Regions from separate parts of the Oryzias latipes genome. Here region 1 is linked to region 2. Evidence: chromatin contacts called from public Hi-C data. All regions are on one chromosome and are shown on one strand. The core of a region is the stretch at or near the end of the contact, and the rest is flanking DNA. Distances in the headings are between cores, read along the strand shown. Region 1 holds the start of pomc (pro-opiomelanocortin). Region 2 holds the start of LOC101165707 (fas apoptotic inhibitory molecule 1-like).

Region 1 (4,105 bases), core at 1,536-4,035, 170 kb after region 2:
AGAAAATAAAGAAATAGAAATCCCATTTTACCTTGATTTTCCCCCCGACAAAATCATTAAAAAAACAACAAATGAACAAATGAAGTCCGGCGAAATATGGAACGCGTTCAAATTTCTCCGGGCCCTCAGGCCCTTTTCATATAATCAATAATATGTGGCCCCCAGGATTTTTCAAAATTAGTCCAGAATTTCTTATTAGTTTTTAATATCGTCACGCTCTTCGCAGAGTCCTCAGTAATTCACTCTAGAGACAGTCTTTTGTTTGTCTACTTCAAGATGCATCTGTATGTGTGGATCTTTTTTCTGGCTAGAGTTTTGTCTTTTCTATCCAAACCTTTTCAACTCCATAACCTTCATGTCACTAAACCCACCTGATTAATGATGAAGTTGGAAGTGGAAAGAATTTGGATTTCTTTGTATACCTTTTGTTGAAATGATTTGACTTGTTCGTTTTTTTTTATGTTTGTCTTTATTTGCAGGACTTAAACTGTATGATTTGGAAAACATTTCTATCTTTTGTTGTGTATTTTCTTTATTGTTTAAAAGTGGCTTCCTTCCTGGGCGTGGCCAGCCAATTCACTGGAGCCCACAAAAAAGAAGGAGCTCAGTGTAAAGGGGAGAGCATGTGTGAGCTGAGCAGCCAAGGTGTGAGACCAGCAAATAAAACCTGAACTTTAAAGTCACCTGCCTCCTGTGTAAACCAGGCCACTCTTGTCACATCACACTGTGACATCCTGAATCACCCGCACGTCCTCCTCGATTCAGCCATGAATCTCTTCTTTGGTCTTTCTCTTTCCTGGTAGCTCAGCTACCTGTTCCTCCGACTGTTCCTCCTCTCAAAGTGTCTGACCCGTCTTAACTTGCTCCCCTGCATTTATCTTAAAAACAACTAACAGTAGCTGTTCCTTTGATGGATTCATCCCTTATCTTATCCACTTTGTTCACTCCCAGGTAGATCTTCATCTCTGCTTCCTCCAGCTCAGCCTCTCGTCTCCTTATCAAAATTTCTAAAGTCCAGGGGTCCCCAAATCCAGGACTCGTGCTGGTTTTCCAGAAAACTGGCTTTATCTATTACCTGGGGCAGGTGGGTTTAGCCAATAAGGTTCAATGGCAGGTTGATTGGAAAACATGTAGGACACCGGCCCTTGAGTCCTGGATTGGGGCACCCCTGCAACCCCTGAGGTGAGAGCATGGCTGCTTTCACCCCAGCATTTCCTTTCACGCTTGCTGACCCTGTTTTCTCACACATCATATCTGAAACCTTCCCCTTCAATAGTTCCACCCTGCTTGCACACGCCTCTTTAGCCTTTCCTCAACGGAAGTTGCTCTAACTGTTGTTCCTAAGTCTTTAAAGCCCTCCACCTTCTCCACCTCTTGAGTTCCTGTCATTTACACACAGATGCTGCAGCTGACCTCTCTAGATGGTTCTCCACCTGCTTTCTTTTTTTTATTTCTTTCTTTTTTTTTATTTGTCCTGTCCTGGGATTAGGAATCTTCTGACAATAAAATCAACAAATCTAAAAGGGGCGGGCGGGGAGGAGTGAATTTCTAATAAACTCTTGCTGCTCTGCATAATCGATGTCTTAAAAATGACAGATTTTTAGATTTTGCCTAAAAACACCATCATTTTAATTGAAAGACCACAGGGAACGCTTTTATAATAGATCCAAAGATGATCATCCATCCATCCAACCATTTCCTCAACCTGCCTCATTCCTTTTGGGGTCACAGCGTTGCTGGAAACTGTCTCAGGTACTGTTGGATGAAGGCGGGGTACACCTTGGACAGGGTGCCTGTCTGTCGCACTCACACTCACACACCTAGAGACCTAGGGACACTTTAGAGTAACCAATCAATCTATAAAGCATGTGTTTGGAGTCTGGAGTGCCCAGAGATTGATCCATCTTTTCAATATTTTTTCAAACATTCAGGACCACTTTACAAAATTTATCTAAATGTGACTTTCTCAGTTGAATGAAGATTAAATAAAAATATCCTTCTGCAGCCATGTCCATGGACGTTGGCTACAGTGCTGCTGACCTTAAACTCACAGTATATTTAATAAGCTTAAGTAACAGGAACATCAAGCTGTTTGGAGATGATCTGTTTTATTAACAGAAGGGGAGCAGCCATGCATCTACATGTTTTTCACTGATTATAAGGAGCTGTGGGAAGCGTGTCCTGGATGGAAAATGTGGCTGCTCTTCATCAGCTGCTCCATGAAATCAGATGAACTCTCCACTGATTCAGCATTAGGGCCACCCGGACCCTGGACAAAGAGATGCCGCTCAGCGCAGCTTTGTGGGTGTGTGACTGTACACCCTGACCCGCGACTTTGACGAAATCCCACCTGGGTGTTAAGCTGCAGAAGCTGCTGCCTGACATTTCACAGACAACAGCAGCGGCGAGGCGCTTTCACGCAGATTTAAACTGATGAGTTTTAGCTGCTGTAGCTTAGATGTGTTTGTTTTCTGTTCCATTTGTGCTTTTTACAATTAAAAGTGACCAAAAAATCTGTGATGTTAAAGACAAACATAAATTCTGAAAACATTTGTTTTGTCTAAAAATCGAGAAAACAAAATAGAAAAAAAAAATGAAGGCAGGTCTTCATGTGTGTGTGCTTGTATCCGTGTGTGTGCAGTGAATGGACGAGGGTGGATCTGGGACATTTTTTATTGATTTTTTGTGTGCGTTTTTGACCGCAAACCCATGCACACGTCATCTGTGTATGCGTGTGTGTGTTCACGCATGTGTGTGCGTCCTTGGTCAGCAGAATATAAAAGTCCAACTCTGCTCGAAGCATCAGAGCAGAAGAGGATCAAGGGAAATCTTCATCCGGCGGCTAAACAAAACAGAAAGCAGCAGCAATAAGAGGAAGAGGAGAGACAAAGAAACTATAAGGAGGGGTGAGAATATTTTATTGTACTTTATAATGAAAATGTAAAAAAAAGTTGTATTTTTAAAGTTTTACAGCCTTTTTACTTCACTTAATTACTAAATTACTAATAATTTTTAACTAACAGTTTCTAAATCAGAGCAGATTTTAAAAAAAAAATTAAGACCAGTGTTAAATATTCGAGGTTAAGAAAACAAAGTGCTTAATATATGAAACTTAAATAAATATTTTATTTTTATTTGTTAATTCTCCAATCTGATCTCCAAAATACATATATTAATACAATAATTTTGCATCATCTAATAATATTATTAAGGTAAAATGGTGAAATGTAAATTTCTTAACATGCTTGTTTTAGGTCTTTTAAAAAGTTTAAATATTTGATTTTAGATATACTTTTCTTAATTTTTGTGACAACGTGTAACCTTTGTGATTGAATAAATAAAAAAAAGGTTAAAAAAATGATATAACCGGTGCCAAAACAAGGTGCTAAAATAATATATCAATGTTTTGATTTTGTTTTTATTCAGTCAGATTTGTGGCCACCACTGTTTTTTTAACATATATTAAAAACAAAGATGTGTTTTTTTTCTTGTCAAATTACTTCCAAAACCTGTGGTTTTTACTTAAAAAATGAAATGTAAACAATAAAAGAAGAGTATAATTGAAAAAAAAATTAACCCCAAAAGATAACTAATCTACATAAAAATTGATTTTAAAACTCCAAAACTGAGTGGGATTGTGTTTTTTTTTTGCTTCACAGAGGATGTATACCGTTTGGTTGCTGGTGGCCGTGGTGGTTGTCGGTGGGGCTGAAGGAGCAGTCGGCCAATGCTGGAAGCACTCCAGCTGCCAGGAGCTGGACTCTGAGAGCAGCATGACGGTACAGAAGACGGTCAAAGCAACAATAAGCAGAATCTGCATTTCCTGATCATTTTCATCCACAGTTCAGCTGTTTTGTTGCTTCAAATGGAGTCAAAACAGAATTTTTTGACTCGACTTCTCTGTTGGTTAATTCTTCCTACATTTACCAATAATTCAGATTTAAGGGGTTTGAGAATCTGTAAAATAAAGTGCAAATTTTGACCCAAAAATAGGTTTTTCTTTAGGAAAATGTGATAAGCACTTTAAACTCAACATCCACATCTCCCATTACAAAAACACATCTGCTGTTTTAACACCTTCAGTTGACTGTCAATCTCATCTTTT
Region 2 (4,449 bases), core at 333-2,832:
GCAGATTATCATATGACCAGCAGGTGGCACTACAATTCAACAAGAATCATTTGCTTATATGTGCCATTAACCCTTGTGCCATCTTAGATGACCCCACCCTTACTTTGACGTGTTCTCCCTACCATGACAAAGGTGGAAAGATTTCATGTAATCCATGGACACCAGTGAAGATAAAAAATCATTGAAGAAGAAAGGTTCAGAGCACTGTCTAGTGGGTCTAGATGACCCCACTCCCAATGGTAAAGTTCTTGGATAGCACAAGGGTTAAGAAAAACCTTAGAATGTGGCACAAAGATTTTTTTTTTATCCAAGAATCAAGTTGCGAACAGAAACCTTTAAAATGAGAACAGTTTTTTTAAGCCAAAAGCAAGAATCAGATGAACTCTAATTGTTTTTTATGATAGACATTTGTGAGATCAATGAAACTTTCAAACAGACTTCCTCCTGTCTGTCAAGACAAACAAGTTTGCCAATCAGCAGAGATCAAACTGATAAATCAGTGTCAATCTTCCAACCCCGTCACAAGAAGGTCACCGCTTGAGTTACAATAAAATACAACACAAAAACAAGAAAATTCAAGGTGAACCAGAACAAAAACTGAACAAAAGCATTTTTAGTCTGTCATTTAATATGCACAAATCCCAGTGACGTACTATTAGGTACGCTTTGCAGATCATTAAATATTAATGCGGGTTTGGTGCATTCATAGACAAACATGTAGCCCATGTTCTTCACACTGGACAAGCAGGGAGGAACTTCTGTTTCCACTGTTGACTAGCGCATATCTGCCACCTACAGTTGGAAGATTCTTAGTGCAAAAGGTCAAAATGTGGCTCCAGGCTTTTTCATTCTCTGCTTTATTCCAATATATGAAAGACTTGGTGTTGTAGAAGTCCAGCCGAGCACAATCTGCTATTATTTTCCCCTCCATGATCAATTTTCAAACAGTTGGAACTTCCATGAATTAAAAGCGACGCCATCCATACGTCACTACCAAATCCGAGTCCCTTTTGTACGTAGAACCCGGAAACTGTCTTAAAAGTGTGCACAACGACACGTGACCGCAAGAGTTTTGAAAGCAGAAGCCCCGAAATGTGTGTTTCCATAGACTTTTCATGGGAAGAAGTCGCTTGGTGTGTCAATTTAGGATGAGAGCTTCCTCTCACTTAAAATAAAATTTCCAAGTAGGGATAATAAATAGTAAATTCAGATGTGATTAACAAATGTTACCTAACTTAAGAAATGTAGCCTTTTAATAAAAGAAAACAATGCAAAATTTTGATGGGGCATAAATGGCGTGATTTTGTTTCACTTTCATGATCATTTGAGTCAGTTAGAAATAAAAATGATTCCTTTTTATCAATTAATTTATATGTGGCATGACACTGTTAAAATTTTCTACTTTTCATTCAAAAATCTTACATATGTTTACTTGGATTTTGAAGTTTACCTTTAATAAATGTGAGTACTTTCAAATTAAAAGTCCCTCTGTCATATGTTGAAAGCTTGAGACAGGCTCTGCCTCCTAAAGGATGACCCTCAACCCGATCCTGATCATTACTAGCGTTTTCATGTAAGCCTCTTACAGTAATGCTCCTCTTGCTGAAGCGGCAACCACTTCGGCAGAACCAGCTGGGACCAGGGCGGGCATAAGCTTCACTTGTGACCCCCCCAAACCGATACCCTGCATAAACAGACATGCTGGGGGGAGACGTGGTAGCTGTGTGGGATATAGCCCTAAGCGATGGAGTGTACAGGATTGAATTTGCGCATGGAACCACCACAGGGAAACGAATTATTTATGTGAACGGGAAGGTAAGAGCGAGTATGGTAGACACATTTGAATATGTAGCTGTAGAATTAAATAAAAAAGGTGAATAGAACTTTAACCTTTTAATGAAGTGTCAGATATTTGCACCAAACAAATTTAGAGATATATTGTAACCAAAAAAATGTAATTTTCTGGCTTTTATCTGTGATTTTGCTGAAAAAGATATGTGGGTCCTACATCTGAGCCCTGAGGCACACCTATGCTACCTGCTGATACAAACAGAACTCAAATTATCATAGCCTGCACTGAGTTTGAAATTACAGTTTAAATTAATATAATTTTAAAAAATATATATTTAGCCAAGCATTTTCAAAGTAAAAGCTAAGATGCTAACTTGATTTTTTTTATCTCTTTGGTTCTTTAAAACGGTAAAAGTTTGAAGTTTTTTCACTTTTTTTTAGTCATTATTTTTTTTTCTTCACATATTTGCTTAATTGTAAGCCACTAAATAAGATACTTCATAACTTTTGATTGTTTGATTGCAATTATAAAGGCTTTCATCGTCTGAATGTGGTCTTTTAACAGGAAGTTGTAAAAAAAGACTGGATGTTCAAACTGGTTGGAAAGGAAACCTTTACCATCGGCAGTACCAACATCAAAGCCACCATTAACATAGAAGCTGTCAGCGGCTTTGCTTATGAATACTCGCTGGACATTGATGGGAAGAGTTTGCAGAAGTTCGTAGACGACAGAGCCAAGACCACAAAGACTTGGGTGTTCCAGGTGGACGGGACGGACTACAGGGTGGTCCTTGGTGAGCCTCATTTTACATTACCAGTTATGTGAGTCTACAGCTGCAGTTATTCTCTGAAATCTTGAGGAGTTACACAGGTAAAATTGTTTTTTTAAATGGAACAGAGAGGTTTCAGTGGATAAAACAACACATTGCAAATGTTAGATGCATTCAAATTTGTAAAATGTTTTATTGTTCTCACAGAAAAGGACACTGTAGACGTTTGGTGCAACGGACAGAAAATGGAAACAAGGGTGAGACACCACTCTGAATACAGGAAAAATTGTCAAATAAAAATCCTTTTAGTTTGTTTAAGGCTCAAAACTAAAGCATGTTGTTGCGTGTACCGTACATATATGGAAGTCTTGGTATTTCACAACTGAGTAATTTAAGGAATTAAGAGGTTACCTAAAAATTGGAAATACAGTATGTATTTGGCATTGTGGCTTTTATTTTGTAAAGCATAATACGTTTGATTACCGTATATAACACAGTTTACATTTTACCTTTATTCCAAATCGATTCTCACACTGTTTAACAGGGGTAAATTAGAGCAGTTACAATTTTTCGCACTTAAAAGCGGCACTTAAAAGCCTTAATTTTTGAATCCACTGTGTTCTTAAGATCTATGACGGAGTTTTAGGGCCACCAAAAAAAAAAAGTAAAATTACGAGATTTTACGAAATAAAATCTCGTAATTTTAGGTTGTTTTTTTTTGGTGGACCTAAAACTTCATCGTAAAGATCAAACCCTTCATGGTTTATTTTTAAAATACTTTTAAATTCCCTTTGTTTTGTGTGCAAAAATTGTTCAAATGCAATGCATTGTGGTCTATATTTGCCAATCTAGTGAGCATTGATGCACACTGGTTTGTCGCAGAGACTTGTGGGAAATTTCTAGATTCGGACAGCACTATAAAGTGGCGAAAGCACTACATAGTGCACTGTGAGGTGAATAGGGAAGGAATTCGGACATAGCCGTAGTTTAAAAAAACAAACCATTTATTGATGGTGCACCTTATAATTCGGTCCCCCTATAAATGCAGAAAATACGGCAACCCAAATCGTTTTCAACTGTATTGAATGGTTGGTTGATGGAAGGATTTTCTTTTTGTCTGAACGGGTTTCCGTATGTGCCATATATTTACTCCAAACAATTTTAGAGATTTTGTAGCAGTCATCAGCACAAAAATGTCCTTTTCTGGCTTTTATCTGTGACTTTGGTAACAAAGACATTGGAGACCTACAATTTATCCCTGAGGCACACCCCTGCTATCTGATGACACAAGCAGAATGCAAATTTCCAAGCTAGCACTGAGTTCATCTAAAAATAATATAAAATAAAAATGTATGCTGCTCACCAATTATTCCACAAATGGAAGGATGCTATAATCATCTGTGATGATCATTTTAGGAGCGTACCATTAGTTTACGGTCAAAGTTTAGGGTGTGAGATTGTCTAAAACAAAAAAACTTAGACTTTATAAACCTCAGTTTTTGCGGTCTGTGTACCTTTTTGTGATGAAGATTGAACAAATACAGTGATCTTGTCTGATGAAGGTGACCTTTCCTGTCCACAGGGAGAGTTTGTAGATGATGGCACAGAAACCCACTTCACGGTGGGGGATCACGACTGCTGCATCCAGGCTGTGAGCAGTGGGAAGAAGAAGAGTGGCATTGTGCACTCCCTGCTGCTGGATGGAGAGAAAATTCCTGTGTCCACGCTGTGAATCTGGATTACAAAAATATGTTTGCATGCCCAAGAAAGGACTTTTTATTTATTCCTATGTATTTATTTTGAATTTGATTACATCAATTTTAGACTAATATACTCAGGTGAAAACACTCATGCTCACGAGCAACTTTGAAAGTGTCTTCAGTTTGTG

The links. Hi-C and Micro-C count contacts between places; a contact is called where the count stands out from the background.
Region 1: a Hi-C map of embryo shows a contact between it and region 2, with 1.6 times the contacts expected there. The contact joins the promoter of pomc here to the promoter of LOC101165707 in region 2. A contact is called at or near these places in 2 of 5 Hi-C or Micro-C datasets (embryo and fibroblasts).

Annotation. Positions count from the first base shown.
Region 1 is chr2:10,966,975-10,971,079 of ASM223467v1, forward strand. It overlaps pomc (pro-opiomelanocortin), which reads left to right and starts at 2,786. Exons shown (of 3, transcript XM_004066456.3): 1 at 2,786-2,906; 2 at 3,660-3,779. The coding sequence starts at 3,663.
Region 2 is chr2:10,799,263-10,803,711 of ASM223467v1, forward strand. LOC101165707 (fas apoptotic inhibitory molecule 1-like) reads left to right here and starts at 1,583. Exons shown (of 4, transcript XM_004066489.3): 1 at 1,583-1,815; 2 at 2,357-2,585; 3 at 2,769-2,818; 4 at 4,144-4,449. The coding sequence starts at 1,699. The coding sequence ends at 4,293.